5 separate regions of the Mus musculus genome follow, and regions 1, 3, 4 and 5 are each linked to region 2. Evidence: chromatin contacts called from public Hi-C, HiChIP or PLAC-seq and promoter capture Hi-C data. All regions are on one chromosome and are shown on one strand. Each heading gives the region's core, a stretch centred on a gene start, on an enhancer-like site or on the middle of the called end of the contact. The rest is flanking DNA. Distances are from core to core; before and after follow the strand shown. Region 1 overlaps Col23a1 (collagen, type XXIII, alpha 1). Region 2 holds the start of Zfp354c (zinc finger protein 354C). Region 3 holds the start of Tbc1d9b (TBC1 domain family, member 9B). Region 4 holds the start of Sqstm1 (sequestosome 1). Region 5 holds the start of Maml1 (mastermind like transcriptional coactivator 1).

What was found. Promoter capture Hi-C pulls out the DNA fragments that hold promoters and counts their contacts. A called contact is a pair of places that touch in the nucleus more often than the background predicts. HiChIP or PLAC-seq counts read pairs in DNA pulled down with a chosen protein or histone mark.
Region 1: an H3K27ac HiChIP or PLAC-seq map of the NIH/3T3 cell line shows a contact between it and region 2, with 11 times the contacts expected there. The contact joins the enhancer-like site here to the promoter of Zfp354c in region 2. A contact is called at or near these places in 7 of 39 promoter capture datasets (the 3T3-L1 cell line, 3T3-L1-derived adipocytes, the C10 cell line and 4 more), 1 of 15 datasets of contacts at CTCF or cohesin (large pre-B cells), 1 of 484 Hi-C or Micro-C datasets (cerebral cortex) and 4 of 115 datasets of contacts at active chromatin or transcription factors (the NIH/3T3 cell line, embryonic stem cells, large pre-B cells and 1 more).
Region 3: a Hi-C map of the C2C12 cell line shows a contact between it and region 2, with 2.7 times the contacts expected there. The contact joins the promoter of Tbc1d9b here to the promoter of Zfp354c in region 2. A contact is called at or near these places in 3 of 39 promoter capture datasets (the 3T3-L1 cell line, neural stem cells and stem cell-derived epiblast-like cells) and 1 of 484 Hi-C or Micro-C datasets (the C2C12 cell line).
Region 4: a Hi-C map of the N1E-115 cell line shows a contact between it and region 2, with 4 times the contacts expected there. The contact joins the promoter of Sqstm1 here to the promoter of Zfp354c in region 2. A contact is called at or near these places in 1 of 39 promoter capture datasets (neural stem cells), 1 of 484 Hi-C or Micro-C datasets (the N1E-115 cell line) and 1 of 115 datasets of contacts at active chromatin or transcription factors (memory CD8 T cells).
Region 5: a promoter capture Hi-C map of hippocampal neurons shows a contact between it and region 2, with 2.4 times the contacts expected there. The contact joins the promoter of Maml1 here to the promoter of Zfp354c in region 2. A contact is called at or near these places in 3 of 39 promoter capture datasets (cranial neural crest, frontonasal cranial neural crest and hippocampal neurons).

What each region holds. Positions count from the first base shown.
Region 1 is chr11:51,538,497-51,541,196 of GRCm38.p6, reverse strand. The region is part of intron 5 of Col23a1 (collagen, type XXIII, alpha 1); the gene reads right to left. Among named protein-coding and RNA genes, the nearest start is that of Phykpl, 45 kb to the left of the region's middle. Within about 2 kb of position 1,341, at least 38 of the 459 cell types and tissues checked have an H3K27ac peak or open chromatin away from gene starts, as enhancers often do.
Region 2 is chr11:50,826,438-50,829,137 of GRCm38.p6, reverse strand. It overlaps Zfp354c (zinc finger protein 354C), which reads left to right and starts at 1,407. Exons shown (of 5, transcript NM_013922.4): 1 at 1,407-1,559; 2 at 2,628-2,700. The coding sequence starts at 2,680. It also overlaps a transcript of Zfp879 not described here.
Region 3 is chr11:50,129,911-50,132,610 of GRCm38.p6, reverse strand. It overlaps Tbc1d9b (TBC1 domain family, member 9B), which reads right to left and starts at 1,251. Exons shown (of 22, transcript NM_001290760.1): 1 at 1,055-1,251. The coding sequence starts at 1,172.
Region 4 is chr11:50,209,411-50,212,110 of GRCm38.p6, reverse strand. Sqstm1 (sequestosome 1) reads left to right here and starts at 1,291. Exons shown (of 8, transcript NM_011018.3): 1 at 1,291-1,558. The coding sequence starts at 1,354.
Region 5 is chr11:50,291,032-50,293,731 of GRCm38.p6, reverse strand. Maml1 (mastermind like transcriptional coactivator 1) reads left to right here and starts at 1,396. Exons shown (of 5, transcript NM_175334.3): 1 at 1,396-2,006. The coding sequence starts at 1,671.

The DNA.
Region 1 (2,700 bases), core at 92-2,591, 710 kb before region 2:
CTCCTGGGACTCAGACATCAGAGGAAGGGCACAGTTGACTCCTTAGTGAGGCTGGCTGCCTCAACCGAGTGCTCCTTATCAGCCTGACTCTGTCTGGGGGTGGGGACTTCTGAACCTCACTTTTGTCAGCACCCACCTGGCTTATGCTTGGTTTTTGGCTTTTCTTTTTCTTTGAGACAGGGTCTCACTGATCACTCTGTAGATCAGGCCGGCTTCAAACTCAGTGATCTGCCTGTTTACTGCTGAGATGAAAGGTGTTTGCTCGTCGCTGTTCTGTGTTGAGGAAGGGTTTCACATAGCTTAGGTGAGTACCATAATGCCTGTTTTTTGTTTGTTTGCTTGTGTTCTTTTGAGACAGGGTTCTCTGTGTAGCCCTAGCAGTCCTGGAACTTGCTCTGTAGACCAGGCTGGCCTTGAACTCAGAGATCTGTCTCCCAAGTATTGGAATTAAAGGCGCACACCACCACAGCCTGGCTTTCATGACTGTTTTTTTTTTTTTTTTTTTTTTAATGTGGCGTAGGAATTATTCCCATAGGGCTGGCAAGATGGCTCAGCGGGTAAGAGCACTGACTGCTCTTCCGAAGGTCCTGAGTTCAAATCCCAGCAACCACATGGTGGCTCACAACTACCTGTAATGAAACCTGACGCCTTCATCTGGTGCATCTGAAGACAGCTACAGTGTACTTATGTATAATAATAAATAAATCTTTGGGCTAGAGCAAGCAGGGACTAAGTCAGCCGGGCCAACGAGAATGAGCGGGGTTGACCAGAGGGAACAGAGGTCCTAAAAATTCAATTCCCAACAACCACATGAAGGCTCACAACCATCTGTACAGTTGCACTGTACTCACATTCATTAAATAAATACGTAAATCTTTACAAAAAAAAAAAAAGGGGGAGGATCCCCATAGAACCCAAGGCCTTATTTATATTAGGCACACAGACTACAAAGTCAGCTATATTCCCAGCCCCCTACTTCAGTTTTTGTTCTTATATCACACCTCCCTTTCCTGAGGCTGCAGCCCTGTCCCCGCCTGATGTGGGTTTGCAGGTAGGTAGGTGCTCACAGCTACTAAACCCTCTTGACACTGACCACAGCCTAATGTGAAGCTGGAGCTTAGGTGACTTGTGGATCTTTCTCTGGATCAGTCGTAGGCTTCTAGGATGGATTTCTTGCTACTATCTGTAAAATGCCAAACTGCCCGGAGCTGAGAATAAACGTTTGTTGAACAATGTTTACACATGACAGTGATTCCATGAACGAAAGGTCCAATTTCCCACCAGCCCCGGTGTCTGAACGCCGGTGAGCACTAGGGGGCGCCCTTGATTTGTTATCTGCTAGTGAAAGCCAACTCCTGCCCTGGTGTCACAGCGCTAGAGGCTCTGTACTTAGTATGCTCACCCAGGCAAAGCTTGCTAGCCTCAAGGGCTCCCCCTGCTGGACTGAATGATCATTAAGCGACAGGAACTGTCATTCACTGAACCCGGTATGAGTGCCCAGTCCTGGAGCTCCCAGGAACCATCCACTTGGATCTCCTAATTGCTACCAGGGATGCAAAGAACATAATATCTATGAGGAGTGAGATATGCCTGAGATCGCACAGTCTATGGGGACCCCAAACTCATTCTTTCTCAAGTCATGGGAGGCGGCAGGAACAGCTTCCTACTCACATACTGTCTTCTCCCCAGTCTTTTTATGACTTGGCCCAGTTCTGTGAACAGGCTCCTCCACGCAGTAGGCTGTGTGTGGTGAAATGAAGAGAGGTGCCAGGCAGCAGCCAGTCTGCAGGTACCACTCCATGGCTGGTTGCTGGCAACCAGTAAGCAGCCGGCCCATTCTCCTCTGCTGGCCTCTTGTGGTACTGTTTCCTCTTCCAGAGTGACCTGTGGGCAGGAGGCCCCTGTACCAGGAAGGTGCAGAAACAGGAGAGGGTGTGCGGCCCTGGAACCTGAGCAGCGGACCCAAAGCGCAGGCCCCATGACTGCCTGTGGTCATCTCTCTTTCCTTGGCTGCCTCACACGTGACATGATGGGAAACTGAGGAATGGAGAGCCTCACCCCGACCATGGCAGGACTGAAGAAGTACCTGTTTTGTTCTGCCTGGGGGAAGGCTGGGAAGGAAGCCCGTATGGAGGACCTCTTCTGCAAGCCCAGCTGGCTCTGTCTTTGAGGTTCCAATCTGGGGACTATTATGGGGGACTCAGGAAGTGGGTGTTCACCCCTCCTCCCTCTGCCCAGCATCTTGGGGGCTGGGAGCTGCCCCGCAGGGGTCAGATGGGAGTGAGCCAGGGGATGTTAGAATTTAAGAAAGCATATGAATTTGGGGGGTATTACAGATGAATCATTTAACTAATTACATTTTTACAATCAAAGCTGTTTTTGAACTGGAAGAGTGTAAGGAAGCGTCTGAGTGTGTGGTGGTCATGGCTTTTTTTTTTTTTTTTTTTTTTTTTTGTTCGCCTGATTAATTCCAAACAGTCCAATTGAGTTATTCACTTGGAAATTGGTCCCAGGCTGGAGCCCTGTCTCAAAGACCACATTTCAGCCCCCAGCTTACTCTGTCCTTTGGGACCTCAGCTGTCGATGCCTGACTGATGTTGGAGGCTTTGCAGGTCCTGCCTCCCTGGGTACTGTGAGTTTAACCAGACGGGGCCTGTGGGTGGTGCTCGGTCCTGGGAGATGCCTGCGTGAGGGTTTCTG
Region 2 (2,700 bases), core at 158-2,657:
AAAAAAAATCAAAAGGCATTCAATCAATTACTTTTATTTTTTAATCCTCCTGCTTTCTGAAGCCATCCTGGGATGCACATCAAGGCCCATGTCACATTGTTTTCTGTGTATTGTATACAGTAAAAATAAACTACAATGTGTTTAGCAAATTGTATCTTATATCTTGGGTATCCTAGGTTTGGGGCTAATATCCACTTATCAGTGAGTACATATTGTGTGAGTTCCTTTATGAATGTGTTACCTCACTCAGGATGATGCCCTCCAGGTCCATCCATTTGGCTAGGAATTTCATAAATTCATTCTTTTTAATAGCTGAGTAGTACTCCATTGTGTAGATGTACCACATTTTCTGTATCCATTCCTCTGTTGAGGGGCATCTGGGTTCTTTCCAGCTTCTGGCTATTATAAATAAGGCTGCTATGAACATAGTGGAGCATGTGTCCTTCTTACCAGTTGGGGCGTGGACACTATGCCCCCCCTTAGAATTGGGAACAAAACACCCATGGAAGGAGTTACAAAGACAAAGTTTGGAGCTGAGATGAAAGGATGGACCATGTAGAGACTGCCATATCCAGGGATCCACCCCATAATCAGCATCCAAACGCTGACACCATTGCATATACTAGCAAGATTTTATCGAAAGGACCCAGATGTAGCTGTCTCTTGTGAGACTATGCCGGGGCCTAGCAAACACAGAAGTGGATGCTCACAGTCAGATAATGGATGGATCACAGGGCTCCCAATGGAGGAGCTAGAGAAAGTACCCAAGGAGCTAAAGGGATCTGCAACCCTATATGTGGAACAACATTATGAACTAACCAGTACCCCGGAGCTCTTGACTCTAGCTGCATATGTATCAAAAGATGGCCTAGTTGGCCATCACTGGAAAGAGAGGCCCATTGGACACGCAAACTTTATATGCCCCAGTACGGGGGAACGCCAGGGCCAAAAAGGGGGAGTGGGTGGGTAGGGGAGTGGGGGTGGGTGGGTATGGGGGACTTTTGGTATAGCATTGGAAATGTAAATGAGCTAAATACCTAATAAAAAATGTAAAAAAAATAAACTACAATGATTAGTGATGTGGGCTAGGGTTCTCCTAGAGTTTTGTTTTGTTTTACTTTTTTTGGTTTTAGTCTCGCTATGTAGTCCTGGCTGTCCACATGTAGTCAGTCAGGCTGGCCTGGTACCTATGGGTACCTCGCTCCTAAACCCTAAATTCCACTTTTGTCCTGTCACATCACTTCACCCTCCTAGCAAACAAGTCTGAGGGACTGACTGAGAGAGCAGGGACAGGCTTGCTGGATTTGCAGTGCAACACGACCCGACTCAGCTTTCAGAACGCGCCTGGCCCCGGTGCCTTCTGGGAGGTGTAGTCAGAAAAGACCTCAGGCATGCCGGGAGTAGTAGTTCTCTGGGGCTTCTCCCGGTGGCGGGGCTGCTCGCGGCGTTTTGGGGGGCTCCTGGTGGAGGTGATCCTGACTGTGCTAGGAGAGAGCGTCTGGGGCCGACATCCTCGAGACTGCTCGTGCTGAGAGTGGTGGGAGCGAGCGCCGGCGTCCGTGAGTGGGGTGAAGAGGGGCGACCGGGGCGTAGCGGGCGGTGGGCTTCCCGGCGAGCCCGGCGCGGCCTGGCGACTGCTCTGCGGCCTCAGGCTCGGGGATCTTTCTGCGGGTTTGGCCCTCCACGAAGCGTGGCTGGGACCAAACTGCGGATCCAGAGGCCTGTGCATCTTCTGTAGCATCTTAGCTATGCAGATCATAAAATCAACAGCCGATACCTAGCAGTCTAATCTAACTTAATGAATTAGCGCATCTAATAGCAAGTTACAGGCCCCTTGGCCCTTCATTGTGCCTATGGTGCAGAAGAAGAAACCAAGGCACATTGTGGCCCGAGAGTTCTCTGAGTCTTGATCGGAGCCTTAGACTGAAAGCAGAATTTCCTTCCCATTTGTGATGCTTGCTGTCTTGTCACTTTGGGCAGGCTGTGAACCTCCTGGCTGTCCACCTCAGCCACGTCGACAGCACAGCCCCACCTCTGCTGCACAGAGGACTGGTTCCAGGAATTCCCAAACAGCCAACACTTAAGTTCTTGCGGTAGACAGACACAGCATTTGCAGAGAGCTTGGACACATTATCCTTTGTACTTTAAATCAGTCCTGCCCAACCTTTTGACATTGCCACGAATCTTGTACAAGGTGCTAAAGGGTCTGTAGGTGGGTGTGGAGGGATCAGTGTAAGAAAGAAGAAGAGTGATTAATATACAGAAGGGATGTAGTTTTGGCAGGTTGGCTTTGTCAGTGTTCCTGTCATTTGGTACCATTATGGGTGGGTTTTAAAACTTAATTTATTTTCATGTGTGTATGTTTGTGTCTGTTTGTGTGTCTGTGCCCATGAGCACACAGTACCTAAGGAAGCCAGAGAGGATGTTGGATCCCCTGTAGTTACAAGTAGCTGTGGATAGCCCAATGTGGGTGCTGATAATCAAACTTCTTTGCGAACAAGGGAAGTGCTTTTAATCACACAGCCACTTCTCCAGACCCCTTTGTGGGTGGCTTTACCCTCCTGGCTCCAAGCCTTCCCTTTGTACCAGAATTCCTTACTACACCTTTTTTTTTTTTTTCTTCCCAGGCATATTTGGTCAGCACTCGGCTCTCCTTTGGCAGAAAAACTAAGAAGGGAAATGGCTGTGGATTTGCTGGCT
Region 3 (2,700 bases), core at 2-2,501, 700 kb after region 2:
GGCGGGAGGCGGTTGGACACAGATGAATGCTAGAACAAAAGGGACTTGTCCCACGGTGCCCTGTGTTCCTCAGTGGCCTTATGGTAGCTTCCAAGGTTGATCACTGGGCTGTTCAAGAGGGCTGCTACCTAACTCTCAATAAACATTGGGTCCTGGAGCCAGGCCTAGCATCAACTCCAGTCATCTCTTGGCCCTCCGGGAAGGAGCCTGATTGTGGAAGGGAACATTGAGTTTTCTTGGAAAAGGTACAGTCCCTTCCACATTAAGAAGTGTAGCTCATGAGATGCTGGCAGCTGATGTCACCTAGGTGAGGCCACCAACTGCATCTGCAGGACTGTCAGCTGCCACCCTGCAAAACCAGGGCATTCACAGAAAATTCACTTTCCATATTGAAAGATCTGGCACCCAGAAGGGTCCACGTACAGGGGTCTGCTGCAGGGCCGGATCTGGAGTACTTGACAAGCCCTGGGACACACGGGGCTTCCAACAAGTCCTGCTGAATAGATTCCCACAATGCCACATGTCACACAAAGTCAGAGGCTCCCACTCCAGCTGCTTCTGTGTGAGTGGTAGTGCTCAGATACCCGAGAGGCACCCGGGGTAGCTCTGAGGGACACTTCATATATACCGATAAATATGCAAAAACAAGCTTTGAATTGGGAGCTCTGACGGCATCAAGTGAGGAGAGACCGGAGGAAGGGGAGGTCAGGGCATCTTTGGTCTTCGCCAAGAGGCAACTCTTCAGTGAACTAGGAGTAAAGAGGGCAAAAGGAAACGTGTGCTTATGCCACTTGGTCCCTCAGAGGCAGCTGGAGAAACTGAGGCAGAGGGCGAGCTGGGGAACCCTGCTGGCTTCTGGTTGCTATGTGACTTTACAGGACTGTGCACACGTCCCGGCGGAGGCCACTGGTGTCCTTCCCCTGCTGCCTGTCCCGGGATCGTCCTCCCCACCCGCCTTCCGACCCCCCTGTGCCGCTGCGCGTGCCCGCGGGTCGCGTCCTGCTGCCCCGCCAGGCCCGGTGCGCACAGGCCCGGCCGCCCGCGCCCCGCTCACCCGTGAGGCCTCCGCCCTTGCCGTGGCCTCGGCGCCGCTGCAGCACGAAGAAGGGGTTGGCCCGCTCCGTCACCCATAGCGCGTTAGCCACCAGCACCTCCTCGGGCCCGAGCCACATCCCGCGGCCGCTCGCACCGGGCCAGAGCCCGTGAGGCGGAAGCGCGCGCCGCCGTCGCCGCGCCCGAGCCGAGCCGAGAGGAGCCGAGAGGCTGGGGCGGGGTCGAGACGTCGGCCCGAAGGTTGGCTCCCCCTAGCGGCCGCGCTGGCTCACAGCGTCGCCCTCCTCGACCTCTCCTGGCCTGGCAGTCCCCTCCAGCCCTGCTGCCGCTGTCCAGTTTGGAGGGGATCGCATGCTCTCTGCCTACTGTGCAGCCCAGGCGAGTTAATGTGGCAAAAAGCGTCTGGAGAAGGGTACAGCAGCGCCTGGTCAGCCTCGGGATTTTGACTCAAGTCTAAGGTTGGGATCCTCAAGAGCCCAGTTGTCAGGAAGCGCAGCTGGTGCCCTTTGAAATAAGTGCGCTCACCCCATCTGACAGATGGATTGGGGTGGCCTTGAGGCTGAGGTCACAGATGAGCACTTAATTTTTTTCATAAGCGTACAGCAGTATGATCTAGGGGCGCAGTGCCCTGCTCTTACCTCTCCTGGCCTGAAGGCGGCAGTCTCTGACAGTACAAATTCACCTTCAGATCCCAGCCCAGGGCTTCTGCCACTGAACCATGAAGCAAAACTAGCTACTGCGGGCTCTGTGAACTAGAGCCCGGTTAAACAATTAGGAACAAGATAGTTTCTGACTCAAAGGTGCAAATGACTCCGCCTGGACAAAAGGGGCGGACCATATTTATTTTGGTAAAGGCTAGGGAGACAGCTGTATGAGCTGTCCCCATGTCACCTGGACATGGCAGGAGGGTAAAAGGAAGGAGAGATAAATTCATTCTGGGAGGTTTGAGCAGATGTAATGGGTGACAGCCAGAGTGAGCCACAACCTTCTGAAACGCGGCTTGTGACTCAGCTTTCAAGACATGGCTTTCCTTACAACTTTGAAGTACAATATACTCCGGTTATCCTGACAGAGTACACAGCAACCAGTCAGTCTGGCTGTCCATCATCTTACTCCATGAGGGAGTGAGTATGATATCCATGTATGAAACATAACTAAACTCATCATCTCTCAGATACTGGATTCTCAGCCCATTGTATTAATGTGTCCTGATAGTAAGTCCTCAATGAGGACTTTGGACGCGCAGACGAATGCTGCTGTGCTCTCTGGAGAAGTCTACCCTCAAGATTTCGGAAGTAAGCCAGGCATGGTGGTAGACACCTTTACCCCAGGACTTGGGAGGCAGAGGCAGGTATATCTCTGTGAAGTTGAGACCAGCATGGTTTACCTAGCAAGTTCTAGACCAAAAATAATTTAGAAGTAGTGGACTGAGGGATGGCTCAGCAAAAGATGGAGATTGGGGGGGGGGGGGTTACAGCTCCAGGGGATCTGATACTCTCTTCTGGCTGCTGAAATTAACAGCAATAGCATTCACTCATGGATGCACACACACATATACACAGAGATAGAGACAGAGATAGATAGATAGAGAGAGATGGATGGATAGATAGATAGATAGATAGATAGATAGATGGATGGATGGATGGA
Region 4 (2,700 bases), core at 42-2,541, 620 kb after region 2:
AAAGCAGCATTTCCTGGTTTTGGCGTTTGTATTGGGGGTTGAACCTAAGATGTAACACATACTAGGCAGGTGCTCTGTCACTGAGCTATATCCCTATGCACCAAATTCCCATTAATGATATCTCCCGGGTATATCCCTACTAAGCTAAATCCTCATGACCTGTATCCCTACTAAGCTAAATCTCTATAAGCTGTATCCCTACTAAGCTAAATCTCCTGTATCCTTACTAAACTGTATAGCCAGATTCTTTATTCCCGCCCCCCAGCACCCAGACTTTTTTTCTTTCTTAGAAGCCTCATGCAGCCAAGGCTGGCTTTGAACTCTGGAACCTCTGACCTCCCAAGTACTAGGATCACTTTCTATTTTGAAACAGTTTCACCAAGTTGCTCAAGCAGAATATCTTGAACTTGGTCTTTTCCTGCCTCAGCACCTCAAACAGCTGGAATAACCAACCTGTGGCACAGGACTGGCTATAGCTTGTATTTTGGTTCCTAGATGGAGGGCAGGTGGTCTGATCCCTTTGTGCTTTGAAGCCACTAAGGCCTGAGATACATGTACCTTCCGAGAGAGAGAGAGAGAGAAAGAGAGAGAGAGAGAGAGAGAGAGAGAGAGAGAGAATATGAATGTGTGTGTATGTGTGTGTGTGTCTGGGCTGCAGTGAGGAATCTCTGGTTGCAATGAACAGGTTGTGACTACTGCTGCCTCTGGAGCCCTGGCTACCCCTCTTACAGGGTGGGTTTGTGAGAAGTCACCAGTGCTTGTCCAACACCTCTCAACCTGATCTTTGTTAAATTGGGTGAGGCCTAAGATGGTGGGTGATGTTCCTTTATTCAGTGAGGGGCTGGTCATGGTGGATGCCTGGAAGGGGGTGGGAGTGGGGGCTACTACCGGGGACACTATGTTTAGGAGGGTCGGAATAGCATCCTGTGAGACAGCCTGTTTGGCTAAAAGAATGGCTACCTGACAGTAGACATCTGTGTCCTCCTAGCTTCTGGGCCGTACATCCCCCCTGGCTTGGGGACGACACTGCTGAGTCATAGGCAGGCCCAAGCCTGGGAGGTACCTAGGCTCGATACTTACGGGTCCTTTTCCCAACGACTTGAGGCTGAGGCTGGTCTCTTGTGGTCACCCATGTATTCGGTGGGAAAGAAAAGAGTAGGCAGTGGGGTCGTCTCGACCCCGTACCTTTCAAGGGTCCCATCAAGGGGGCTCCAGCGGCCGCCCCAGCCTAGGGGAGGGGCGGGGCTCATAGAGGCTCCGCCCCCACGAGGCGGGGCTCCCCCGTTTTCTATAAAAGCTGGGCTCTCGGCGCCGCCGCTGCCCAGCTGTTTCGTCCGTACCTAGACCGCGGTTATGGCGTCGTTCACGGTGAAGGCCTATCTTCTGGGCAAGGAGGAGGCGACCCGCGAGATCCGCCGCTTCAGCTTCTGCTTCAGCCCGGAGCCGGAGGCGGAAGCCCAAGCCGCGGCCGGCCCGGGGCCCTGCGAGAGGCTGCTGAGCCGAGTGGCTGTGCTGTTCCCCACGCTGAGGCCTGGCGGCTTCCAGGCGCACTACCGCGGTGAGGGCCTGGGGCGGGGAAGCCAACCTCCCCCGCCAGGGAGTAGTAGGTCTGGGCGAGGACGAGGCGGCGTGTCCTCTGGCTCCCCGCGGGGACAGGGTGGTCAGGCGGCCGCTCAGGTTACATCTAACATCCAGCGGTTCGCTTGCTCCCCGTAACGCCCGGTGGTGGGTTCAGTTAAAGCCCCGGAAGACCTGGGACCAGGCAGACGTGGAGGAGGGGTGGAGAGGAGTGACGCGGATAAATAAGCAGCGGGGGCGGGGTGGGGCAGCCCGTGGGAAGGGAGGTAGGGGACCCCGGAACTAGCTCAGTCTCTTGCGTTGGAGTGGCTGGTGGCTGCATGGGGTGGAGCTAGAGGTTGTTGACAAGAGACGAGTGGACAAGACCCTCCCTGTGGGAGGGAATGGTTTTGCGATCTCTATGGAGGACTGTGGGTAGGCCAGGTTGGTTGGTCAGTCTCTCTCTTTTCTGAAATAAAGCCACGTAGCCTGATTGGCCTGGAATTCACGAGTGGTTTAGGCCGTCCTCAATCACTCCAATCCTCTTGTCTCAATTTTCTAGTGCAGGAATCACAGGGACTACTGGACAGAAAATTTTCAGTGTAACTGCGTTATAACCTAGGACCTGTGCAATTCACCCAGTAAAAGTGTATAACGATTATTCTTTCGTATTAGCAGAGACAGGTCTTACTATATGGCCGGGATGGCCTGTATCTCTAAATTGTCCTTCTGAGTCATCTTTGTGCTAGGCATCCAGTCCAGGGCTTCATGCATGTTAGGCCCTCGAGCAACTGAGCTACCTCCCCAGCTCCTTGCATTTAAAAAAAAAAAATGAGTTGTATAACTATTTTCACATTCGGCTTAGAATCTCTTCATTGTTTTATAAATTTTATTTATATATTACATAAAAATTATATAACAATTATTGTAATAATTATTATTTTATTATATAATTTTTTTCCTGTTTGTCATCTTGTATCCTTTCCAGTTCCAGGCAATGGCTGGTCTACTTTAGTATTCATTTTACTATTAGGAATTAGAACACATTAAAATGGCTTTTTTTTTTTTTTTTGGTTGCTTTTTCAAGACAGGGTTTCTCTAGGTAGCTTTGGCTGGTCTGTAGACCAGGCTGGCACAGTGAAT
Region 5 (2,700 bases), core at 147-2,646, 540 kb after region 2:
CAGCTTTTATTAGAAAAAAAGTTTCTCAGGCTTCATATTTGAGGATATTGGAAGTCATGCCCAGGATATTTTGTGTTTTAGGTTGCGTCCTGAATCCATACACTATAGAGTTTTGAAGATAACCTTGCACTTCTAACTGGGCGTAATGGTGTGATCAGAAGCAGAGGCAGGCCAGCCTCAGACAATATATTTGAGGGCAATCTGGGGTACCTGACACTACAGTTTAATGGTGGGCTGGAGAGTTGGCTCAGCAGCTAAGTACCCCACTGCTCTGCCAGAGGTCCTGAATTCCCAGCAACCACATGGTGGCTCATAATCATCAGTAATGGGATCCGATGCCCTCTTCTAGTGTGTATGTGAAGACAGCTGCAGCGTACTCATGAGGTCCTGGGTTCAGTCCTTCATCACTGCATACAAAAGCTGCTGGTTTCACTTGAGTGCTGATTGTAATGCTTGGCACTGGGAAGAAGCAGTGCTCACTTATCTTTGCCACTCCCGCCACCAAAAACTTAGAATTCCTTTTTCTTATTTTAACTCCATGTGTATAAAAACACTTGGCTGTTAGCTTTTTTTCTTTGTGATTTTAAAAATAAAACTTTAATGAACTCTAGTAAGAGGTTAAAGGGTGACATGTTTGAGTGGCTCGTGAGGTCTTCTATTGCAAAGCCTCCCAGCATCTCCTATGGCAGTTTGGGTGTCAGTAACCATCCAGAACATTTTTTGGTCCTTTCCTGGCTTTTTACCTTCGCTCACTTGCTTGCTAGTGGCATCACTGGAACCCAGTGCTTTGGATTGGATTTTGAGTGACTCAATTTTATATATCAGTCGGTTTTTAAGTGTATGCCCCTGTAGATCTAAATAACTCCAGTCCCCAGTATTGAGGCTCTTTCCCACCCTCACCCCTCCAAGTAATGAGCTATTGCTCACAGTACCAGTCAGTGATAACTATCTCTACTAGGTCGCTCAAGCTCAAAACAATTCTGATCAATTACGTGGCTGTATGTAAAGAATGAGGTCGGAAATGGCTGACCTCGAAATAGTGTGGGTGGACTAAAAAGATAGACAGCTTTGGACATCTGGGTCTTAAGGCTTCCACCTCACTCAGACTTAACCCGCGTTCCTCACGAACCCGGAAGGGACTGCTTTCAGGGGGCGGTGTTCAGAAAACGTGGCTCTTCTTGGATAGGTTCCCGTCAGTCACAGTTCACTCTCCCGCACTGAGCCCGCCTCGGGCTTCCCTCCTCGCCAGAGTGTTCAGTTTAAATACCCGAAAATTCCTGACGTGCTTGTCCCCCACGCCCTCGGGCAGCGGGTTTCCTTTGATTGGCTAGAGCTTCGGTCCATCAGCAGTGACGCAGAGTTCGCCGGCCCAGGCCCCGCCCTCTTCCGAAAGCCCCGAAAACAATTTTAAGATGGCGGCGGCAGCGGCGCGGAAAACAATGGGGCAGGGGTATAGCGGACAGGCCGAAGCCTGAGGCGGGCGGTGTTCCCCGGCCTGGAATCGGGCCGAGCGGGGCCGGAGGAAGACCCGCCGCCGCGCCCGAGCCCGCTCCACAGCCCGGCCGGACATGGCGCGGGCGTGAGGCGGATCCGGGCCGTCAGAAGCGGAGGAACCCGAAGTGGCAGCCGGCGCCGGGAGGCCCGGGCCCGGCCAGTGCCGCCCGCGGCCCATGGTGCTACCCACCTGCCCCATGGCGGAGTTCGCGCTGCCGCGGCACAGCGCGGTCATGGAGCGCCTCCGCCGGCGCATCGAACTGTGCCGGCGCCACCACAGCACCTGTGAGGCCCGCTACGAGGCTGTGTCTCCCGAGCGCCTGGAGCTCGAGCGCCAGCACACCTTTGCCCTGCACCAGCGCTGCATCCAGGCCAAGGCCAAGCGCGCCGGCAAGCACCGGCAGCCGCCGGCCGCCGCCACGGCCCCGGTTGCCGCTCCGGCCCCCGCCTCGGCCCCGGCGGCCGCGCGCCTGGACGCAGCGGACGGCCCGGAGCACGGCCGCCCGGTCGCGGTGAGTAAGGCTGGCGCCTGCCACAGCAATACTCACTCCCGAAAACGCCTCTTCCGGCGCGGATCGGGCCTTGGGGAAACTTTCCCGAGCGCCCCCATTTCTTAGTCTGGGTCCTGGGAGGTGGCTAACATGGCAGGGCGCTTGTCATCTTCCAGAAGTGGCACTGCGGTGTACTTTGGGAAAACGTCCCCTTGAGGACTTGAGTGAAATCGGGGCTGGAAAAGCAGGAGGTTAGTTGCTGGTAGGCTTTTCTCCTAAACTTAATTTCCAATTGATGAGAACTTCGTCTTGGAGCAGACCCGCGTTGGAGTTGCCTAGGATGTAGGGCGTTCTTGCACCGTAGGCCTGGCCTCGCTTAGTCTGCAGATGTTGATTGGATCTTTGCTTCGTGGAGGTTAGTTAGGGCTTTAATATGGAAATAAGTCTCCCTTCAGTTGACAGTATCCCGCGGTTTCGGAATGGAAAATTGAAAAGTCTTTGGAAGCTTCGGTAAACGGAGTTGCTTAAAAGGCATTCGTTTTCCCCCAACCCCCGCAAAAGGGAACTTTGGAATTTGTGAACGCCTGATTCCTGCTATATTATTGACAGTTCCAAAATTAACCTACTAAGCCTGTTAAAAACCTCTGATAATATTAATAGTTGTTGAACGGGGGAAATGACGTTACTTGTTGGTCAGCTGTGCCCTTTGGTTTTT